Linked DNA regions of Gossypium hirsutum: all the other regions are linked to region 2. Evidence: chromatin contacts called from public Hi-C data. All regions are on one chromosome and are shown on one strand. Each heading gives the region's core, a stretch centred on a gene start, on an enhancer-like site or on the middle of the called end of the contact. The rest is flanking DNA. Distances are from core to core; before and after follow the strand shown.

Region 1 (4,097 bases), core at 989-3,488, 220 kb after region 2:
AATCAAGACTGTCCTTAAAAAATGTGAATTTTTCTAACTATCGAATACGAGTCTCGTTGGCATATTTTCAAGATTCTATCCGAGTTCGAAAATCACATTAGTATAAGGTGTTACACCCTTATCAATATGCTACTTATGTCTCACGATGGTAAATTCTGACTTGCTAAGACACAAACTATTCCCTTTATCAATATGGTACCTATTAAGATATTTGTTCAAACTAGTCATTGCTGTTAAAAATTTCGTTAATCTATTAATGGATTATTGACGTAGCACATTAACTAATTGAATGACGAATCGTGTCACTTTTTTACATTTAACTAAAACTTAGAGACCTCTCAATAATTATTTCAAAACATTTTTTTCTTTCTCTTTACCTCAAAAATTGATCGGAATCTTAACTTCAAGAAAAGCTAGACTCAAATTTTAGACCACAACGTTAGAATGTTGCACATATCTTTTGTGGCTCCTCTTGAATTCCTTTCCCCAAGAATTCTTCGCTGCCGATGACGAATATGAATATGGCCATCATATCTCCTCACCTCACAACAATCCAATTATTTTCCCAGTCGAACCATTGACCAAACCATCATTAGAAATACCCAAAAACCCAAGATTTAGGGAAGAAGATATCAGTTGCTTAGAATGGTTGGACCACCTAAAGCCTAACTCAGTCATCTACATTTCGTTCGGGAGTTGGGTTAGCCCCATCGGGGATGCCAAAATCAAAACCCTCGCTTTAACACTCCAATCAATGAACCAACCATTTATTTAGGTCTTGTCCTAATCATGGCATCATAGTTTGCCAATCTGGTTTCATAGGCGCCACAATTGCAAGTTCTGCAACATAAACTTATGGGTTTATAGGTCACTCATTGTGAGTGGAATTTGACCATGGAAGCCATTCAATGCCAGAAACGATTGATGTGCTATCTGTTGGTTGGTGGTCAATTTTTGAGGTAAAGAGAGAAGAGACAAAATTATATTTTGGAATAATTAAAGAGAGGTCCCTATGCTTTAGTTAAATATAAAAAAAGTGTCATGTATCATCATTTCAATTGGTTAATGTGTCACCTTAGTAATTCATTAATGGATTAACTATTTTTTTATGGCTGTGACTAGTTCGAACAATTGTATTAATTAAAATGACTAAATTGAAAAAATAATTAGAGTAACCAAAATAAGAGAAACTCTATTTTAAAGTAATCTTGTAATCTTAAATGTAATTTATCTCATTTTAAATGAGTCTAATTTATTTGTCTAAACCTACCTTTTGAACTTCTTACTTTTATTCAAACTTTCTCAACTTTCAAATAAATCTTTAAATTTAGAAAAATAAATTTATCATTAAACATGTTTACTTGAAAGCTAACTATGCAATTTGGACTAAATAATTAATGAAACCTTTCGAGATATGACCTGATGTTAGTGCAACTCAAGTGAATTTTAGGTGCGAACAACAAAAAAGCCTCACAGCTCCCTTCAAGCTGGCATTTGGACTTTGGAGGATCAGAAGAGTGCCAAGAGAATAGGAACCCACTGGTTACAGCATATGCACTTGGCAGATACAGCCTCGACAATACGGTGTGCGAGGCGGAGGATAGGACAAAATAAAAAATTTTATATAAAAAAGTTATAAAATATCTTAAATTAAAATAAAATTTTATAATTTTTTAGAGTAATATATACTAAATGATCTAGTGTATTTTAACAAGCCAATAGAGGCTAAGGCTATTGTTTGCTCTCTTTGACTTCATCTTTGGAAGTGATGTTTTTGCACATACCGGCTTACGAAAGGTTATAATGGTTTAATTTGGATTTTTTAGGGGAAAAAGAAAAAAGAATATGCCATTAATACGCAGTATTTTGGGTTTTTACAAAAATGAAATCAAATATTAAAAATAATGGAACTGACATGAACCGAATTTCACGGTTGGATTGGTTTTATATTATAAAAAAATTAAAAATAACAATTATAAATTAACTAAAATATAAAATTCAGCTCAATTCCAATAATTATATTTATTTTATTTATAAAGAAAAATAAATTTTACCAAATCAAATAAATTTTAATAATATTTAACCGAAAGTGATTCAATTTAAACAAAAATTGAAATTCTAGAATTCAAATTGGGCTTCGATGTTTTGTGTTTTTGATTCATTGGTATGCCCTACGGCCTAACTAGGTAGGTAGTGTGAATGGACTTGCGATAGTGGGTCAGTTCCAAGGGAAGGAAAAGTATGAATGGACGGCTACTGTGGCCCGTATTGCATCCCATGAAAACTCCCGGAGCAGGGGATTGCATTGCATGATTGATACGATGGAGGGGCCGGTGTGCTTTCCATCATCCCACGAAAGGAATCGTTGCATCCTCCTTCCACCCCATGTGGATTGTCAACTTATTGATCTTGACCCTTTATACTCTTTCCATTTATTCATTCTTCTTTATTTAGGGTTTTCTTTTTCCAAATTTGGAGGGAATAAGTTGCACAAGGTTTAAACACTACGTTATGATGTCAATGTACAATAATTTCGACACTTCAACTACTACTACACCAGCATTTAGGTTTCCTTTAATTGTTGATTTTTTACAAAAATATACTTTTTAAAATTTCATATATGTTTACATTAAAATTTCTAATTTTGTAAATAAAATTCTATAACAAATATACCTCAATTATATTTTGTATACAAATGTAAATTTTAAAATTACTAATTTGGTTAAATAGCTTAATTTAATAAATATATTTTATTTTTTAATGTAATTATAAAAAATTAAAATTAATTAAAATAAAAATATTAAAATTAGTTTGAAATATCAAAATTTTGTAACAATTAATACAAACCAATACACTAGTAAAGATTGGTGCTGGGCAAAATAGATCGCAACACACCAAAATGGACCAAAATTTTCACAAGAATGAAACATAAAGGAGGCTTCATAGTGGAATGACCTCCCAAAATGGTGAAATTTTGAACAAATGCCATGAGACAATTTTTTTTTTACTTCTTGTTTCCATCTTTAGCTTCTTGTGGATATTTTCTCTTGGTAGTAACATTGTCTTTAGATATCTAGTTTTAATACCAATTATTAGGATTAATAAGCACCAAGAGGGGGTGAATTAGTGATTTAAAATTTAAGCAAAGGTGGAAAGAAATAGAGACTCAAGACTTTATAATGGTTCAACCCCAGTTGTCTTTCTCCACTACCTTAACTTATAACAACTAAGAACTTCTCAAATTCACTACATTTGAACCTTTGAAGGACAAAGTTTAATCTTTACGATCTCTATCTTTTCACAAGGAAAGAATTGGATTAATTATGAAAGGATTATCACCTCTGGAAGGTTGATATGTAACAATTAAGCATTCTCACACAACAATACAACACTTGAAAGAACGAATCAAAATTAACCCCACAAGTGTGTACAAGAGAAAATGAGATAATAGTGAAAAGAATTGGACTTTTACAGTTAATCTTTGTAACCTTGTTTCTTAGCTTCTTCTGAGTGTTCTTATGCTTCATTTATACTCTCTCGTGGATTAAAAGTCATTTGAGGGTGTTAGAAACAATTAGAATCACTGGATTCTTTAATTGAAACATTAATTGCTTCTATAGGCCTTTAAGTATTGGTACCCAAGCAACAAGGGTCTGTTTCTTGTGGTCAAAAAGTGACCATTGGAGCCACGAGTACCGCACCTCAGTTAGGAGGGGTGTTGTACCTCTTCATTAAGGGTGTTCTAGGTTTTGATTTTTATTAAATTTAATCATATTATCCAGTTTAAAAACTAACCTTGATTAATTGCTTCCAGTCAATTAACTAACTTCCCAAAGAATTTAGTTACAACCCATCACAATTCTACAATACCCACTCAATTCACAAGCCATTTGAAGAATTTAACAACTAAAAATTGGAGGTTTAGAGATGCTCAATAATATATCAATGAAATTCTAATTGTGTGGATTGTGTTGGAGAAAAAGCTTAAATTCCTTTAGATAAATTCGATTAATCACTCTTGATGATGAACGAACGACGAACGAAACTAATAAAAAAACTATCTAAAATAACAAAGAAAATTGCAAGTGCAGAAATCT
Region 2 (4,451 bases), core at 1,165-3,664:
TATACATAGTAATTACACAATCCACATATATATATTTCAATTAAAGCATATAAATACGCAATGTAATTACACGAACTTACCTCAAACTCATACGAAGAAAAATAATCATTTAGTCCACTACTTTGTCTTTTCCCCGATTTAATTCCGAATGTTGCTTTTCTTGATCTATATAATCAAATTTAACTAATTTAAACCTCATTCTATATAATTCAATCCAAAAATCATGTTATGGAAAATTACTATTTTACCCCTATCTTTAGACTTTTTTACAATTTAGTCCCTAGGCTCATAAAATAAAATTTCATGCAATTTCACCCCACCCAAGCCTAGCCAAATAACATATATGCTCATAGCAGCCCATAAATTTCACAATTTCACACATTTACCACACAATTTACTCAATTTTCAATTTAACCCTAATTGGCAATTTCATTAAAAATCACTTAACAAAAGTTGTTTAATTAACAAAAAAGATTCACATTCTTCCATTAAACTTCAAAAACATAAACATCTAGAATTTACTCATGATAAAACCCTATACTTTAAACCATTTTGCAAATTAGTCCCCTAATAAGCTAGGTTAAGCTACAACGATCCCAAAAACCTAAAAATCAACAAAAACGGGACAAGATAACACTTACATGCAAAGGAAAAGCTTAAAAAAATTTATTCTCTTCTCCTATGGTGAATTTCGGCTATGGTAAGAAAAATGGGAGAAGATGATAACTTTTTCTTTTATTAATTTAACCTTTATTTACCTAATTACCAAATTACCCTTACCTAACTTTAAAATTTTCATAATTGCCAAGCCACACACATCCACTAACTCAATTAATGGTCTAATTACCACATAAGGACCTCCACTTTAAATTTCTATAGCTGTTTAACAACACTTTTAGCTAATAGAAGACAACTTTTACACTTTACGCGATTTAGTCCTTTTCATCAAATTGAGCATACAAACGGTAAAATTTCTTAACGAAATTTTTATAAAATAATAATGTCATGCTGTAGATCACAAAATAATACTAAAATAAATTTTTTGACCTCAGATTTATGGTCCTGAAACCACTATTCTAATTTCACTAAAAACGGGCTATTACAAAAGTTGACACAAAATTGCATTTGATCAAGATCTAAATAGAGATCAAATCTTTCACGTGCTTAAAATATAAAAATTAAAAAAATTAAACAAAATTATCATAATTAATTAAGAATTAAAATAATAATAATCTAAATATGAAACATAAAATAAAAACTCCATTCAAAATTTTGCATCTTGCGTCTAAAGCTTCAAATGAAAAATCATGGAGGATAAGTGTAATCTTCAACACATAAGAATTTTTATTTCTGAGTAAGATCATGCTGACAACGTATTATAAAACTAAAAGAAGAATATAAAGATTAAGAGAGAAAGAAAGATTTTCTTTTCTTTGTATTTTTTTTTATTATATCTATTCTATTGATTGAATAAGTGATGATCCAATGGTTCTTACTCAAAGAATCTTTGGACTTAGTTTGAAGGTTTTATTGAATCATCGTGGTTCTGGTATGAATCTGAAGTTTTAATTGATTCATAGGGTCTTAACAAGAGAATTCCTATCAAAAAGAAAGAAAACAAGAATAAAGCCACATTTCATACAAAGAACAAATCAAAGTAAAGAAAAATAAATAAGTAGGTAAATAGAAGATTCAAGAGGCCCGTAACGCTCAAGATACAATAAGCTTGTACATACCCTCTATTTATAGGGCTTCAAGTACCATAAGTTAAAAAATAATAAGGACCAACATTAAGAACTGACATTAAGATACTCTATAAATTATTTAGGGGTTATAAAATAATTAATTTAAGGGTCATAGACAATTATTGTTTGAGGGTTACAATAAGATATATTTAAGGGAATTATGGATATCCACTTATCAATATATTTACAACAAAAGCATATTTTTATAAAAAAAGTAAAAATATTTCTTAAAAAAGAGTAAAAACATATAATATATTAAAAATTAATTTTTGATATAATAAAAGTATATACTTTATGTATTAAATCTTCTTTATTTTTTTGAATTAATGTATTTTTTATTTTCATATTACCATTTACAATGATTAATCCTTTTGAGATTAATATCCTTTTTAAAAGTTAAAGTTTTCTGATCAGGATAAAGTAAAGTAAACTATACATTATTAATAAATTTATTTCCTTTAAATGATAAATCATGATATAATATAAAATTATATACTATCAAATATATTTTTAAAAGGATATACTATCAAATTTTAACATATATTAAATATAATTATAAATCATGAAAATACATTAATCCCGTAGTAATACACGAAGATCCAGGTATAACCACATCATGTTGATTTTCTCTCTCTTTCACTGTCACAGCGAGTGCCCTTTACCTCTTTTGCTTTATTATTATTAATTTTTCTTATTGCTTTTCCTCCCTTTTTCTTGTCTCTTTCCCTTTCCTCTTCTTCTACTCACCACTCTACTCTTCACGGTGTCTCAAAAGAAACCAAGAAAAAGAACCATCTTTTCCTATTGTTATTAAAAAAACTAGGAAAAAAAATTGAAAAGCACACTGTTTTACTCTAGCTCAAAGTGTTCATTCACTTTCCTGCAAAAGTCCCAGATTCTGAATAGGGTTTTGCATTTCTTCTCAATGTGTAAAGCTTGAATATCCTTTCATATCTAAGAGCTCTTTGTTGGGTTTTCTTTTTCTTTTTCTTGCTTTAGTGGAAGTGGCAATGGGTAAAAATGTGTTGGTCTTGGGTATTGCTCTTTTGCTTCTTCTTGGAGGTGTCACTTCAGCTCCTACTACTTCTTCACCTGCAAGTAAGTTTCCAAACAAATGAAAAAGCTCGCATTGATTTTGATCTGCTTCTAGATTTAAGCTAAATCCTTGCTTTAATGGAAAATGAATTTGATTCTTTGTTCCTGCAGAGATCGTAAGTGGGGTTTTCTCTAATGCCGTGTCTGCCTCTATGAAATGGTTATGGTCACTCAAATCTACCACTAAAACAGGTTAAGATCTCCGACTATTAGAATTTAGAATTAAAACCCACATTTCCTCTTTTTTTTTGGCTTTGAGGTTAGCATCTGATGTGGTGGTCTCCATGGTATTTTATGTATGTATAGCAATTACTGGCCGTCCAATGATGAAGTTTGAGGGTGGATACACTGTGGAGACTGTGTTTGATGGAAGTAAGCTTGGGGTTGAACCTCACACTATTGAGATTTTGCCCAGTGGAGAGCTGCTAATTTTGGACTCTGCTAATAGCAACCTTTATCGGATGTCTAGTTCTTTATCTCTGTGTAAGTGGGTTTCTTCTTTCTCGTAGTATTATTCAAATGGTTGGCTTTGTTAATTTTTGTTGCATTTGCATTAGTAATTCAAATTGTTTGCCTTGTTTGGGTAATGCTTTGTTTTTTTAGTGTGATCTTTTCTTACTGAATGTTTCAAGGCTTGTTATTAATGGAAAAAGTTGAGGTATTTGCATCTGTTGGCAGTGAGTCCTGTTGCTGAACCTGCCTCATAAAGGACAGTGCACGTTTAGCTGAGTTGGCATACATTCTCCATTGTCCAAGTGCTGAGTGCAATTTTTTATTTTGATGGTCTTGTTAGAGTTAGAGCAAGTTGTTTCATCTGTCAAGCATTTTAATGTACTTCAAATGCATTTCCATTTCATATATTTGAAAGATGCCGGTTATAGAAATATTTGTAAGTTAGAACTTAGATGAATGGTGCAGATGTTCTACCAATATTTTATAAAATATTGTTATGTTTTTCTTCAAATAAATTGGAAACAAATAGATCTTTCACTAAGAGCATTTAAATAATTTTGAGGATTATAACATTTTCAACTTGGTAACTTGGGAATGCTGTAAACTGTAAATGTATATATCATAGACGTTTGGCAAGTTCAATGGAATGTAAACTTATCGTGCTTCTACTCAGTTTTATTCTTCTTAGGTTATTTTGATGTCTTAACCAGTCATTGCAAAATTTTTAAGATAAAGATTCCGTCCATTGTGTGATGTCTCAACCGTGTTACTCTTTTCTCTCTGCACTGCATGCGTATTACCCTATTACGATGTTACCTGGGATGCAGATCAGTCTGTACAAGGAACGATAATTAGAACTTAAATCGCTACTAATATGAAACCTAATTTAGGGGTAATAGGAATAAAATACAATTTATTAGAACATTGAACGTATTTCTGGAACTTAGATATATAGTTTTTGTGTTTGTATAATTAAATAAGTCTAAATTGATGAATAAATTCTGAAGTTTGTGAATTGTTTGTATTACTCAAATTTATGATGAACTATATGCTGTGGGATCATTATTCTTACTGAATTGGATCCCTAGTGTGTTCCTTTATTGGGATCATGCATACCAATACAAAAATGGCTAGGGAGATGGCAGTTTCTGGTAAGAG
Region 3 (4,261 bases), core at 1,042-3,541, 180 kb before region 2:
GAGCCATACAACGGGAAGCTCATGTGAGCCATGAAACGGGAAGCTTATCCGGACTTTATAATGGGAAGCTCATAAGAGCCATATTCAGAAAGCTCATGCGAGCCAATATCGGGTAGCTCCGAAGAGCCATTAATAGGAAGCTCCAAATAGCTTAATATTGGGAATTTCAAGTGAACCTTATCAGGAAGCTCACAAAGAGCCATAATCGGGAAGCTCATAAGAGCTGTGGTGTGTCCACAACACATGTAGGATCACACCCAATCGGGATGCTCCTAAGAGCTATTAACGGGAAGCTTGTAAGAACAATATAACGGGAAGCTTAAGATGACTAATAACAGGATGCTCTTCCGAGCTGTGTTGTGTCCACAACATATGCAGGACTACAATCAATACGAGAAACTTGTATCTATCGATTTTCATTTGTTCAAACGGAACTTAACATTTATCGAGCATTTTCAAATATTTAATCAATTTCATATACATGGAAATTATTAAATTCACATATATAACATTTAATTCAAACATATAAATGTACACAATTTAGTTACATGAACTTACCTCGTCACTTGCTCGTATATGAAAATCTACTAATCTGATACTTTTTCTTTTCATTGATCTAACTCTTTATTTGATCTTTCTGGATCTATATAAATGAATTTAACAACAATTTAACACATTTCATATTCAATTCAATCCAATTCACATCCTAAGCAAAATTACCATTTTGCCTCTATACTTTTAATAAATGACGATTTCATCACTAGGATCAGAAAATGAAATTCATGCAATTTAATCCTTATTCCAAGACTAACTGAATTTTTCATATAACAATAACAGTCCATGTATTTCACAAAATTCAGAATTTTTCCATGAATTTTACATCTTTTTAATTAAATCCCTAAATCACAATTTCATGAAAATTTCATTTACAAAAGTTGTTTATCTATCAACAACCTTTCATTTTTTACCATAAATTTCAAAATTTTAGCATACTTATCCATGGAAAAATTTTAATACTTTGATAACTTTGCAAATTGATCCCCAAAATAGATAGATTAAGTTATTATGATCTAGGAAATGTAAAAATTTCTAAAAAGGTGACATGATTACTTACGCAATTAAGCTTGCTTGAAGTTCTCTCTTAATTAGGGTTTCCATAGAAAATTTTGGGGAAGATGATGATATAAAATGATACTTTTATCTTTTAATTAACTATCATCTTTTATTTTTCCCACTTTCCAATTTAGTCCTTTTCTTTTCTTAAATTTCCATGGATGAATCATCATAAATATCTACTAACTTCTCTTAATGGTCTATTTTCCTTACAAGGACCTCAAATTTTGAATTCTATAGCTATTTAATCCCTCTAGCTAATAGAATTCAACTTTTGCACTTTATACAATTTAGTCCTTACTGACAATTAAACATGAAATCAGTAAAATTTTCTTATCAAAATTTTCATACGTCTTTCCTATCATAATGCAGACCATGCATTAATATTAAAATAAAATTTCTTCCTGACTCAGATTTGTGATCCCGAAACCACTGTTTCGATTTCACTGAAAAACGTACTGTTATAGAGAACAAGTGAATAAATCGTTTAATTCAGATTTAGAATAGTATGTGAAGTCTAGGTGGATTCTTTCCTGAGTATTGTCTTTCTTAGTTAAATTAGATTAGTAAATTTAGATTAAAAACAATCACCCCAATTTGTCGGCTAAATAATAGAAAAACGGTAATTACTAGTACTTTTAGTCCTCGTGGATACAATATTCCCTACTCACCATAACTATACTATTGTTCGATAGATGCGCTTGCCTTAGTCGTATTTATAGTTAGTTTAGTGACCATCAAATACTCTTTTGAAAACTTTCAAGTTGATCAAACAAATTTTCAATTTTAGACAAAGGATAATTTATTATTTATATTAATACATATTTTCATTTAATATCCTTATTATTTTTATTCTCACCTCATCATAACAATTGTAATTAATTAATTTTAATTTTATTATTATAATATCTAATTTCATCTTTAAAGTAATTAATTTTACTGCAGTCACTATTTTAATATTATCGAAATGTATCCCACCCTCGTTCAAATGAACCATTAGGTTTAAGATGTAGCATGTGGAGTAAGGAAGGAAACATAAATTTGTCTTTGTCCCACCATTGCTGCAATTATCCGCCAATAGCATTCCTTTTATAGGTTATACTGGAAGGTCGTTTCTTTGTGTTTATCATCAAAACACTGCGATTAAATTAAAATTGAAATAAATCGAATTTTGAACATGACCTTTTTTTTAGCACAAAACCCAGAATATAAAACAAATAACTCAATGAGTCGTTGATTGCCTTAATCCTTTCATCGTCACCAAAAGCCAGCCAAGACAGCAACGCTTAACATTACTTGTAATAATCATCCTACTCAACAGTTACATTCTTCCTTTTTTTTTTGTCTGAAATTCTTGGCATCCCTTAATTACATTGTGTCAGACTCCCACGAAAAAGTAATCCCCCGGCAAAAAAAAAAAAAAACATTGAACTTAGCCGTGTATATCCTTTTATTCTTAAAAATTATATTTAGTAGCCTTTGCTGTCCTATCCTAACTAATAATTGCTCTGGTCTCTGCAATAAGTTCAGAAGGGGACCCACTGAAGGAGTTAAGAACAACACCCCCATATCAAGTTATTGACCTTAGGAGAAAACAGGAGACTGAATCCTGAGACTGAAGAAGAAGCACTAGACATACGAAGGGTAGTATTTTCTTTTTTCTTCACAAAGATTTGATTGGCTGAGGCTTTTCTTATCTTATCCTCCAGAAAAAAAGGAAGTCTTTTTACAGACAAGGAGGCCCTTTTTGAAGTGGGTATTCGAGGGGATATGGAAGAAGAAGATCGGATTGAAGAGAGTAGCCGCGTGAGACTGAGGGGTAGAACTTTCAGTGGTGGAGGGGTGAACGAGTCAAGGTGGGTGGATGGTAGTGAGGTGGACTCAGAGTCACCTCCTTTGTCATTGTTTGATGATAACGAAGCCAAAGAAGGGTATGGATCTTTGAGGAGGAGACTGGTTAAGAAGCCCAAAAGAGTTGATTCATTTGATGTTGAAGCCATGGAGATTGCTGGTACTCATGGTCACCACCCTAAGGTATTGAATTTGTTTTATCTCCATTTCGTGAAGATTCTGCACTTCGAAGATATTTGCATATGATAATGCTTTTTGTTTCTTTTACTCTTCAATGTTAATTCTTGGAACAGCTCTATTTTTCAACTTCTGATATATACTCTTCTGATATATAAATGAGTTCAGCAGTGGGAAGAGATTCATTAGACTCATTGCTCTAGCAAGTGCTGTGATTGAAGGGTCCTCAAGTTTCTGTTATATTCATTTGGCTCAACTTGGCTCATTTATGACTTTTATATGGACTACAAATTTGGGCAAGTTTTTTCTTGTTGGTATATAGAGAAAATAGTGTCTTTCGATCAACGGTTGAGAGGAATTAGTACCTAAACCTTTACTTTCTAGAGGAGAAAATGATTAGGGTCCAACAGACTATAGCTAGGGAATTATACAAGTTGTTTTTCTTTCGTTAGTGATTAGCTTTTTATACTGAGAATGCATGTATTTCTGTCATTGAAAGTCAACTACGGACCTTATAGTGTCTTCAATAACTTAAAAGAATTGTTTTGTCATTTTTGCGAATGAACTTATTTCCATTAAGCTCAACTATATTCTCTTACTAAAATGTAGTACTTTAATCAATCAGGACATATCCACTTGGCGCACTCTTGCATTGGCCTTTCAAACACTCGGGGTTGTGTATGGTGACATGGGCACAAGCCCTTTGTATGTTTTCAGTGATGTCTTCAGCAAAGTCAAAATAGAATCAGAAGTGGATATCTTGGGTGCTTTATCACTGGTGATGTATACAATAGCTCTACTCCCCTTGGTAAAATACGTGTTTGTAGTGCTTAAAGCCAATGATAATGGGGAGGGTAAGGGCTTTTCATAGTAATCCTCTTATTCTCCATACTTTTTACTGGATATTTTGAAGATCATATACATGTTAACATATAAATTGATGCAATTGTAGGGGGAACCTTTGCTTTGTACTCACTGATTTGCAGGTATGCGAAGGTCAACATGCTGCCAAATCGTCAACCGGCAGATGAACAGATATCAAGTTTTAGGCTCAAACTGCCTACTCCAGAGTTAGAAAGGGCTTTAAGCATAAAAGAGACTTTGGAAAGGAGATCATCCT

What was found. Hi-C and Micro-C count contacts between places; a contact is called where the count stands out from the background.
Region 1: a contact with region 2 is called in a Hi-C map of leaf, with 2.6 times the contacts expected there. The contact joins the enhancer-like site here to the promoter of LOC107939214 in region 2. A contact is called at or near these places in 4 of 34 Hi-C or Micro-C datasets (leaf and seedling).
Region 3: a contact with region 2 is called in a Hi-C map of leaf, with 1.8 times the contacts expected there. The contact joins the promoter of LOC107903978 here to the promoter of LOC107939214 in region 2. A contact is called at or near these places in 13 of 34 Hi-C or Micro-C datasets (callus, hypocotyl, leaf and 1 more).

What each region holds. Positions count from the first base shown.
Region 1 is chrD05:47,265,358-47,269,454 of Gossypium_hirsutum_v2.1, forward strand. No RefSeq gene overlaps it. Among protein-coding and RNA genes, the nearest start is that of LOC107902297, 26 kb to the right of the region's middle. Within about 2 kb of position 2,239, at least 4 of the 9 cell types and tissues checked have an H3K27ac peak or open chromatin away from gene starts, as enhancers often do. A contact at or near this core is called in leaf, where this site is marked.
Region 2 is chrD05:47,046,293-47,050,743 of Gossypium_hirsutum_v2.1, forward strand. It overlaps LOC107939214, which reads left to right and starts at 2,415. Exons shown (of 7, transcript XM_016872507.2): 1 at 2,415-2,843; 2 at 2,952-3,032; 3 at 3,147-3,323. The coding sequence starts at 2,756.
Region 3 is chrD05:46,861,668-46,865,928 of Gossypium_hirsutum_v2.1, forward strand. LOC107903978 (putative potassium transporter 12) reads left to right here and starts at 2,292. Exons shown (of 9, transcript XM_016830215.2): 1 at 2,292-3,147; 2 at 3,767-3,995; 3 at 4,094-4,261. The coding sequence starts at 2,884.